2 separate regions of the Sus scrofa genome follow, and region 2 is linked to region 1. The links are chromatin contacts, called in public Hi-C maps. All regions are on one chromosome and are shown on one strand. The core of a region is the stretch at or near the end of the contact, and the rest is flanking DNA. Distances in the headings are between cores, read along the strand shown.

The links. A called contact is a pair of places that touch in the nucleus more often than the background predicts.
Region 2: a contact with region 1 is called in a Hi-C map of liver, with 2.8 times the contacts expected there. The contact joins the promoter of TMEM80 here to the promoter of IRF7 in region 1. A contact is called at or near these places in 1 of 5 promoter capture datasets (liver), 3 of 47 Hi-C or Micro-C datasets (heart right ventricle, liver and skeletal muscle) and 1 of 2 datasets of contacts at active chromatin or transcription factors (alveolar macrophages).

The regions. Positions count from the first base shown.
Region 1 is chr2:373,086-378,117 of Sscrofa11.1, forward strand. IRF7 (interferon regulatory factor 7) reads right to left here and starts at 1,873. Exons shown (of 8, transcript NM_001097428.1): 1 at 1,643-1,873; 2 at 1,396-1,558; 3 at 1,111-1,318; 4 at 788-846; 5 at 483-687; 6 at 1-178. The coding sequence starts at 1,662. CDHR5 (cadherin-related family member 5) reads right to left here. Exons shown (of 15, transcript XM_013989870.2): 13 at 4,916-5,032; 14 at 4,192-4,385; 15 at 3,364-3,909. The coding sequence ends at 3,460.
Region 2 is chr2:426,825-431,840 of Sscrofa11.1, forward strand. It overlaps TMEM80 (transmembrane protein 80), which reads left to right and starts at 1,473. Exons shown (of 5, transcript NM_001244431.1): 1 at 1,473-1,518; 2 at 4,031-4,050; 3 at 4,774-4,867; 4 at 4,949-5,016. The coding sequence starts at 1,500. DEAF1 (deformed epidermal autoregulatory factor 1 homolog) reads right to left here and starts at 760. Exons shown (of 12, transcript XM_021082564.1): 1 at 424-760. The coding sequence starts at 712.

The sequences.
Region 1 (5,032 bases), core at 623-3,122:
ATGATGGTCAAGTCCAGAGCCTCCAAGCTGGGCCCTGCGTGCAGACCGAGCTGTGAGCAGCTGGGACTGGCCGCGCCCCGCTCGCCTGCCATCCGCGTGCAGACACGGGGGTAGAGTGTGGTGCAGGGCTCCGCCTCTTGGGGCTTCCAGGGCACCGGGGCTGGGAGTGGGCCTGCATCTGGAGAGGAAGGCCTGAGTTGGCTCCTGGTCCCCCAGCTCCTCTCCCTTCCACGTGTCACTTGGCTCGCCTCACCTTGTCATCTGGGCCTGGGGCTGTGGCCCAAGGCTGGGGGCCACCTTCCCTGCCAGTGGCAGGTACAGTTTCTAAGCAGGGAGCTCTGGACCTGAGGAGGCTCGGCTATTCGGGCCCACCTGTGGTCAGCCCATCCCTACTGGGGGCAACCCCCCCCCAGGGGTCCTGCTGTCCTGCCTGTCCCTCCCCTTGGCCCAGAACCCTGCAGGGCAGAGCAGCCGTCTCTCACATGGAACCTCGGGGGGGGTCAGATCCACGCCCCATGCAGCTTCCAGCAGATGGTCCTCCATGCAGCTCTGCTGCAGAGCCTGGAGCAGGAGGTCCCCACCATCTCCAGCTGGGCTTGGGGTGCAGGGTTCAGGGCTCGGCCTGGCCAGCTCGTGCCTCAGCCTCTCACCAGTATGTGCTGCCAGGCGCGGCCCGGGAAGCTCACCCTGCGGAGAAGACAGTGTGCCGGCATCAGTGAGCAGCTCCCCAGCCCCAGTGAGAAGTGGCAGCCCCAACCCGGGAGCAAGGAGGGCTGAGTGGCCTTACCCTTGGGGGTGGGGCATCCTCGAGGGCCTCCTCTTCCCCCGGGTTGAAGCCTGGGCCTTCTGGGAGAGAATTAGGTTTAAGGGGACATGGGGATCTGAGACTGGACTGGGTCACCCAGGGGTGAACCCCTGGGCAGCTCCTCCCCTTCACCAGTCCCCAGAGGCCCGTCTGGGGCCTCCCGGCCATCCCCTACCCCACCTTCCCCCAACAGTCTGGCCCCAGCCTCTCCCACGCCAGTTTCTAAAAGGGGAAATCTAACCCAGCAGCGGCTTGCTCCGCGGCACAGCCCTCCCTGCAGGCAGCCCTCCCCTGGCCTTCCTCACCTCCGCACCCCAGCTCGGGGTTGATCATATACACCTTATGAGGGTCAGTGGGGTCCCCTGAGTTGTCCTGCAACATCACGAAGCGCCGCGTGCTGTGCAGGGCACAGCGGAAGTTGGTTTTCCAGGAGGCGCGGAGGGCACCCTCCGGGATCGGCTGCGCACCTTCGCTGCTGCGGGGCGGCCACCTGCCGCGGGCCACGGCCCAGGCCTGGGGAGGGATGGAATGGAGTACGGGCCTGGACCTGGGCCGGTCCCCCCGCACTCCAGGCGGGGCTGGGGTCCCACCTTAAAGATGCGCGAGTCGGACTCGCCCAGGTCCTTTCGGGCGAAGTGCTTCCAGGGCACGCGGAACCGTGTTCTGGCTTCATCCAGCCATCGCAGCCCTGCGTAACGGCCGCTGCTGACTTCGCCCAGAAGCCAGTCTCCGAAGAGCACGCGTGGGCACCCCCTGCGGGCAGAGCAGCGGGCGTCAGGGCACGCGCGGACCGCGAGGTGCTTGGGGTTGGCACCGGGTAGGGCTGCGGGCTGTCACCTGTCAGGAGCCGCGGCCATTGCTCCCTCTGCAAGGACTGGGCGTGGAGACACTGGCTTGGCCTCCGCGGCGAGAGCTCTGACCACGGGGGCAGGCAGGTGTTAACCGCAGGTGAGAGGAGAGCTGCGCGTGTGTCACCACACACCACAGGTAGTGAGTGTGGCCAGGTGTCACGGGTGTTGGGGTCACAGATGGGGGTTGAGGGCTCTGGCCACGACGTTGCCCAGGTGAGTCTTGGCCAAGGCGGCGATGGGCGTGACTGCAGACGTGGAGGGCGGGCGCACAGGGGCCACAGGTGTCGAGCTGGCGCCCGGGATGGGCCCTGCGGGGGCGCGACGACCGCAAGGAAACGAAACCGCGTGTCGCAGGAAAACGAAACCTAACCAGCTGGGCCGCGGGGCGGCCGGCGCCCCCTCCCTGCCCCGCCCGCCCGGCTCGTCCTCGGCAACCGCGACCTCTGCCTCCAGGTTCCCCAATTCCGGACCCGTGCCCCTCCCCCCGCAGTCACCCGCGCTGCCCGCCCCCTGCTGGTCACTGCTCTGCGAAGCGAACCCGGGATCCGACGTGGCCGTCCCTGCCCCTCTCGCTCCGCGTAGGTTGGGGGTCCCCAGTACCTGAACCGGGAGCTGCCGGGGCAGGAAGTTTCGTCTCCCCGGGGGCTCGGGAGCGAGCGACTTTATGGGGCCGGGGCGGGGGCGGGGCCGCCGGAGAAGTCACGTGCTCCGGGGCGGGGCGACTCGGGGGTTGGGGCGGCGGGGGCGGGGCGGGCGACTCGGGGGCCCCGCCGCTACTCTGCTCGCCCAGCGGCGCCGCGGAGTGGGGCGCCGGCGGCAGCCGCGGCAGCGGCAGTGGGACGAGCTGGGGGCGCCAGGAGCAGAAACAGGAGCGGGCTCGTGTGACGGGGGTGTGGGAGGAGCTGCAGCTGTGCTCACTGAATTCTTTCCAGTGCGAGTTGTTGAGACAAGAACACCCAAATTCTGCCGAGATTAAAACATGCGGAACGCAGAGCAGTTTTATGAGGAAAAAAGCCAGTGACCCATGAGGGGTGTGGTGGCAGTTGGGGCGGAAGTCCTGCCTGACGTCCATCCCTGAGGAAGCCAGTAGAGGGGGCTCTGTCCCCACTGAGTCAGGCTGGGTGGCCCCACGATCTCTGTCTCCTGCACCCACTGGCCACTCCTGTCACCCCAGGCCGATGGCCTGCAGGCTACTGTCGCTCTGGGCCACCCATGGCCCTATCTCTGGTTGCAGTCCAGCCACCTGGACCAGGTGTCCCTGAGGGCACCCCAGGGTGTTTATTGCCCACACTGTGGCCACAGGAGCCCGAGGTGTGACCCCTGGAAGGTCCCCAGGACCGTGCTCCCCTAGATGAGTGCTCCTGGGAACAGCTCCTGGCTCCTCAGCCTCCCCCAGGCCAAGAATCTCCATGCTGGGTCGGTTGGGAGGGAGATCCCAGCGCACGCCCCCCCCCCCCCCAGGGCCGTGGTTAGACCAGGAGAGGAACTTTCTGGCCACCAGCTGGCACCAAGCCTGGGAAGCCCCACGAGCACAGCAGGTGGTTTACGGGAAATGGTGCCCAGGGTTCTGCACAGGGCGTGAGCCTGCCCAACCCTCTCTGCCCCTCGGGCCACCAGGAGGACTCCCGCGGGGCAGGGGCAGAGGGGCCACGTCCCCACCACCCGCCACCCGCAGCCCCCTGGGCAGACCCCACGTAGGCCCGCAGATCCCACAATGTCACTTTATTCTGGGCAATGGAGTTGGGGAGAGGGGCCGAGCCGATTGTCGGCGTCCGGACTCGCTGGGGCCGCGGGGAAGCAGCGCTAGAAGTAGATGGAGTCAGTGCCCGGGGCGTCCTGGCCACGGCCGCCCGGGCCCGCGTCTGCACCCTCGTCGCCACCGCCCTCGCTGCCCGAGTCGCCGGCGCCATCCACCTCCGAGCCTGGCGTGTTGAGGACCACCACGTCGGCCTCAGCCCCAATGTCCTCCCCGAACCACACAGCCTTGTAGCCGCCCTCAGGCCGCCGCTCCTTGGTCAGGATGGACCTCACGGCTGCCGGGCTGCCCCCATCCGGGGCTACCGCAGGGGACTCAGGGACACGGTGAGAGGGCGCGGGGCTGTGGGGCGAAGGCTCTTGGGGCTCAGCATCTGGGGGTGCGGGCTTTGGGGGTGCTGGCGGGGCAGGGCTGGGTGGGGGACTAGGGGCGGGCTCCCAGTTGGCCTCATCTTTGGTGAGGAAAGCCTTGTTGTCAAAGCCTTGGGGCTGGGGCTCCTGGGGGCAGGGGCGGGTGGGAGGCAGCCATCAGCCAGAGCCCAGCGGGCTCAGACCAGCCCGGCCGTCCCCCGAGGCGGTCCCTCGTCCCTCCCTCCGCTCTCTGCCTCTCTCTGCTCCCCCCCCACTGTTTGGGCCATGGTGTCTGCGCCCCATCACCTTCACCCGGTTTCCATCTGCTCCACCGACCCCTGGTCGCGCTGCCTCCCTCTCGGTCCCCCATGCCCTCCACGGCCCTCTGCTCTCTCTAGCCCTGTCCTGTCCCCACCCCCAGGGCCTCACCAGAGCTTTGCCGGAGCAGCACTTGAGTCGGTGGCCATAGTGCTTGTGGACAAGGACCGTGAGGGCGATCAGAGCCAGAAGGAGCAGCGCGCCCAGCACCCCGCCTAGCACCGCCATCTCCACAGTCGAGAAGCGCCTGTCCCCGTTTGAGATTGGCTTCGCTGCAGTGCTGCTTTCTTCGTTCACCGGCGTCCCTGCCGGCAATACCACCACCCGCTTACTGTCACACGCTCATGCCAACCTGTGGCAAGCGCCAGGCACCTGAGAGCAAGCCAGGCCTGGCCACCACCAGAGCTTGGGGAGTGGGCACCACTGACCCCCACTAAGGAGCTGTGTGTTCCCAGGGGGCCCCGATAGGCCAGGCTGCTGGGCGGGAGGGGAGAGGGATCAGTGCCCACTGGTTCCAGGTGGGAGGGAGGGGCTCCAAGGTCACAGGAAGGGGGCTAAGGGCCACATGGGGCCAGTGGAGTGAATGGCCCAGGGAACTGGGGACTTCACTGGGTCTCAAGTCCAGCCTCTGCCCCACCCTCCACACACCTTCCCCAGGTTCCCTCCTGGGCCCCCCGAGACCCGTCTCTCCCCGCGACCAGAGCGGACTCCCCTGGGGATTTGTGGTCAGCACGGTCATGATGGGCTGACCTGGGGTGGACCCTGCCTTACAGTGACCACCCAGAGTCATGAGTCAGAGAGCATGAGGGTGACTCTAGGGTAAGTGGGGTGCTACCTGAGGACCAGGGGTTCCTGCTGGACCCAGGGGATGTCGGCAGAGAGGTTCCTGGCTTTGAGGTCTGTGCTGAGCTCCCGCCGGGTGAGGCTGATGGGGGGGAGGGGCTGGTTCCCA
Region 2 (5,016 bases), core at 223-2,722, 53 kb after region 1:
GGGTGACTAGCTGTGCCCACCCTCAGGCTGCTCCAGGACAAGGCCTATGTCTGACCCCCATGTCACAGCCCCAAGGACAGAGAAGAGAACAAGGATGGCGAGAGGCAGGTGCTGAGAAGGTTCTGGAAGGAGCCTAGAGTGCTGAAAGGAGGGAAAGGAGTTCAGGGAGCAGGTATGCTGCAGAGGAGGGCCAGGCTGCTTACAGGCGGTTGTGTAGGCACAGGGACGACAGGGCACGGGGTAAATGCTGGGGAAGGATGGGTGGGCTGGTCAGCCAGCCGTGTGCAGGGCAGGTATGCGTTGGGGAGTAGTTTGCAGGGCAGGCGCGCGTCGGTCGTGCAGGTGTGTGGGGGGCAGGTGCGCGAGGCAGGTGCGAGGCAGGTGCAGACAGGTGCGAGGGAACCGCGGGCCGGCGGCACTTGCCTGCGAACGCGGCGGCCGCGGCGGCCTCGTCCGGGCCGGGCAGGGCCTCGGCGCCCATGTCCATGTGCCCGGGTTCGGCGGCCATCACCGCCACGGCCGTCACCCGCCGCGTCTCGCGCTCCGCCTCCGAGTCCCCGTCCTCCTCGGAGTCCTCGTCTCTGCTGAGCACCGGCTCCTCCGCCTCGCCTCCCGCCGCGGCCGCGGCCGCCGCCGCCACAGCGGCCGCGGCCGCCACCGCCGCCGCCTCGGCCAGGCCCAGCTGCTTGGCGGCCGAGTCCGAGTCCTCCATCCGGACTCCGCCGAGCCCGCCCGAAGGCGCCGGCCGGGGCCGCCCGAAGGCCGGGACGGGGCCCGAAGCGCTCCTGCCGAGGACGCCGTCCGAGCCGGGCCGAGCCGAGCCGAGCCGCGCCGAGGCCGCCCGAAGCCGACCGCCGAGCCAAGCCGGGGCTGCCCGAATAGGAGCCGATCCGGCACGAAGCTGCCCAGTCGAGCCGAGCCGAGACCAAGGGTCTGGAACCGAGGGGGGCCGAGGTGACCCGAAGTGCGGGGCCGAGTCGGTCCGAATTGGTCCGAGGCCGCACGAGGGTTTCCGAGCGGCCGGCGCTGGCCCTCCTCAGGGCCCAGGAGGCCGCGACGGCCGCGGTCCCCAACCAAGGGGGGTCACGGACGGAGAAGCCGACTCTCGCCGGCCTCCGACGCAGCGCGACCCGGGCAAGAGAACCTCGCGCCGCAGGCTCCGCCCGCCCCCACCTCCCGCTGGAGCCGAGCGCGCCCGAGGAGGAGCCGAGCGAAGCCGAACTCTCCCGAGCCGGGATCCTCACGAGCCTCGGCTCTCCGCCTCCTCCTGTCCGAAAGTGCCCGAGCGCTGTCGGACGCGCTAATCGGGCCTCGGCCCCGGTTCGGAATCAACTCCCGAAGCGCGGCGCCGTCGAACCCCTTCGGGAGCAGAATCGAAAATGGCCGAAGGGACCCCGTTCGCGTCCGGAGCCAAGAGGCTGCCGGGATCGCGGCGGATTCGGCGGGCGGGGCGAGCGGGGCGGGGCGAGCGGGCGAGCGGGGCGGGGCCCGGGGGCAAGATGGCGGCCTCGCGGCGAGGTGAGGGCCCGGGCGGTGCCGCGCGGGGCCGGGTGGAGGTCGTTCCGGAGCGGGGATTCGGTTGGCGCGGTTCCTCCCGGTGTGGGAAAGGCCGAGCGGCTGGCGCGGCTCGCGGGGGTCATTAGCGGCTGGACTTGGTGTGGCCGTGGGGTGGGAGCCCGGCCCCGAGAGCCAGTCCCGGGCGCACCGGGATGCAGAGCCGCCTCGGTGCGGCCGCCCTCCCCCGCCCGCTGTGGCCAGTGCGGCCCCGGGCGCCGCGGACGCGCTGACCGAGCACCCTGCGGGGGCCAGTGGGCCAGCAGCGAGCGAGAGCGGCGGGCACCCCGGGCAGGCACGTGGGCCCGCCGGCGGCCTTGGGTTGCGCGGGGTCTCGCCGGGACTCGCCCGGTCTCCGCAGCGCCCGCGCCTCTTTCAGTCTGTGTGACAAGAAGGAGACGAGTGGGTGGCACGCGGTGTACACTCAGTCCAATAAAAAAAGGCCGATTGCCAGGAGTTCCCTGGTGGCCGGCGGGCTAAGCACCTGCGTTGTCACTGCCGTGGCGCCGGTTCGATCCCTGGCCCGGGAGCCTCCGCCTGAAGGGGGCCCCCGTTTCCATATCTGGGCCGCCCTGCGCGAAGAGGAGCTGGGAGGGAGGCTGGCGTCTTACAAAGAAGTACTGTCCGGGTCTGAGTTTAGAGCTTTCTTGGCAGGGGGGTTCCAAAGCGCCAGACCTTTGTCGGCAGAAGCCCGCGGTTCTTTTTGCGCGATTTCCTTTGGTGGAGAATTAAGTTTGCACAGCAGCAGGACCACCTGGCACCCCTGCTCTGGCACCTCAGGGAAAACATTTGTTCTCTTTGCTTCCACGTTTCACTTCTTTTCTGACACAGCTGTTCACAGCCACGTTGTTATTACAGTAAATCATTGACAGAAATGCTAAATCTGGAGTTCCCGTTGTGGTTCAGCAGGTTAAGAACCCAACTAGTATCCATGAGGGTGCAGGTTCAGTCCCTGGTCTCACTCAGTGGGTTAAGGATCCTGCGTGGCCGTGAGCTGCGGTGTAGGTCGCAGACGCGGCTTGGCGGGGCTGTGGCTGTGGTGTAGGCCTACAGCTGCAGCTCCGACTTTACCTCTCGCCTGAGAATTTCTACATGCCGCAGGTGCAGCTCTAAAACAAAGCCAAAAAAATACACACACGAAAAGCTAAGTCCTAAAAGCCACAGCTGTATTTTGTCAGAACGAGCTCCGCTCCGTGGGTCTGGAATGGTTAGGATGGCATCTCTGCTCCCAACCACCCTTCATGCTAAGTGTTTAAATCCTGTATCACTTAAGGTTTCTGTGCAGCATTTTTCCTAAGTCGCCCCCTCATCTCAGTCTATAACAGTGGGCAGCTGGCAAATACATTTGAGTTCTGAAGCAAACCTTCAGGAGAAGACTCAGAGGGAGGAAAATCCCAGCTAACATGAAGTGCACCGGAGTGATGACGCGTCTGGGCAGCTGGCTCAGCCCAGGCCTGGGAGAGGAGGGTCGGGCTTAGAGAGCACCTCTCCCGTAGCGCGATGCAGGTCCATTAATGATCCATGCTCGGCAGCCCTCCTTGCCTCCCGGGGCCTGCACGGCCCCCAGATCCACCCAGGGAGATGCGGGCTCACCCCTTGACGTCCCCCCCAGAGCAGAGCTTCGAGCTTCTCTCCCGGGGCAAACGAGCAGATGGAATAGCAGCGATCCGCAGGCTGCCTCACGTCTCTGTCCTGTCTGCTGCCGGGCGGGTTCTGAGTCGTTCCTGATGCACCTGCAGGTCGCAGATGTGTGAGCAGAGGAAAACACCCGTGGAACTCCGAGCCAGGGCACGCCGGGGCCAAGGGTGACTGGACTGTCTTCCAAGCAGGCCTCCAGCTCAGAAGACGCTGTCGCGGGAGGAGGGACCCCGCTGCCTCTGGGGCACCCTCATCTCAAGATGACGGGAGAGTGGGTACCTGTTGTGGGTAGGAGAGGCTCCAAGAGGCGCACGAGGAAAAGAGACTGGATTGCTGGCTCGGAAGTTCTCACTTGGGAGACATACTTGGGGACATGCATAAAATCTCAGAAGAAACCAAGTGTCTGTTATCAGTGACAAAGACTTCTTTTCATCTGCACATGTGGCAAATACGCAGAAGCCACAGGAGATGAGCTGCATCTCCTTCCCTGACAGTGGAGTGGATCTAAGCTTTGCCTCGTGGGTACACCCTGCCTCCAGGCCTCAGGTTCAGAGAGGCAGGTGGCCAGCCTCTCCTTGGAGGGACCGGTGCAGAAGTGCTGGAAAGGAACGAAGCTGCAGGCCCTAAACACCCAGTGAAGGAGTTCCCGCTGTGCCACAGCAGGTTAAGGACCCGGCCTTGTCTCTGAGGTTGCACAGGTTCAGTCTCTGGCCCTGGCATGTCGTTGTGCTGCAGGTGCAGCTACAAACGAGAAAACCCAGTCACAGTGAGCGGAGGGCAGGCCCGCCTCGCATCCTGCTAGGACGTGGGCCTCACGGACGGACCCCTTCTCTTCCAGGGAGAACTTCTGCCACGGTGGTATCCTGCTGCTGCCGCCCTCGTTCAGCCAAAGACCAGGCCAGGCGACGTCGGCCCTCAGCTCCCGCTTTTTGCTCCTTTGATCCCCTGCCCCCAGCCCTGCCTTTGGAGTTGAAGTAGGAACCCCACTTCTAAGTGGGAGGGAGGGCTGCTCCCTGCCCCACCGTTCCAGAGTCACTGTGGCTCCCCCAGTGGCGCCTTGGCTCCCTCGCCCTCCTGCACGGTCCCGCCACGGGGTGGGGGGTGGAGGATGCAAACCCCTCACGGGAGGATCTAGAGACCCCTTGTAGCTCAGGAAGGCTGCTGGTGGATGTGTAACTGCCGCCCCTCCCCCCAAAGAGAGAATGGTATTTTCTTTAAAGAAAATGAAAAAAGCGGCTTTTCTTTTTTTTTTTCCTTTTGGCCATGCCTGTGGCTTCCACAAGTTCCAGGCCCAGGGATGGAACCCAAGCCTCAGCAGCAACACCACCAGGTCCTTAGCCCAGTGCACCCCTTGGGAACTCCAAAAAGCCGCTTTTTTCTCTCCATGGTCATAACTGGGACCGGTTGAGGCGTGCCCCTGTGGAAGCCAGCGAGCTGGGGCTGTGCTCGAAGCCAGGACACCCCCTGGGGGGAGCCAGCCCCGGAGCCTGACCTGTGTGTCCGCATGGCCTGTTGTCCGGCCCCAAGGTGGGCCCCTGGGCAGGGTTGTCAGCTGGGCTAGAGTCCTTAACTGCCGGCCAGCTCTCGTCGCTCCCTCTGCAGGCGCTGCTCCATCTGAGTGGGGCGTGTTACTCTCTTTACTTCCTGGCCACGCTCCTGCTGATCGCGTATAAAAGTAAGTCACGCTCGAAAAGCCAGCTCGGGGTGCGGGTGCCCTGCCTCCCGTGACGGGAGCTCGGTCTCCCATTGTTCTCAGGCCAAGTTTTCACCTATCCTCACGGCTTCCTGGTCCTTGACCTGACTCTGCTCTTCCTGATGGGGATT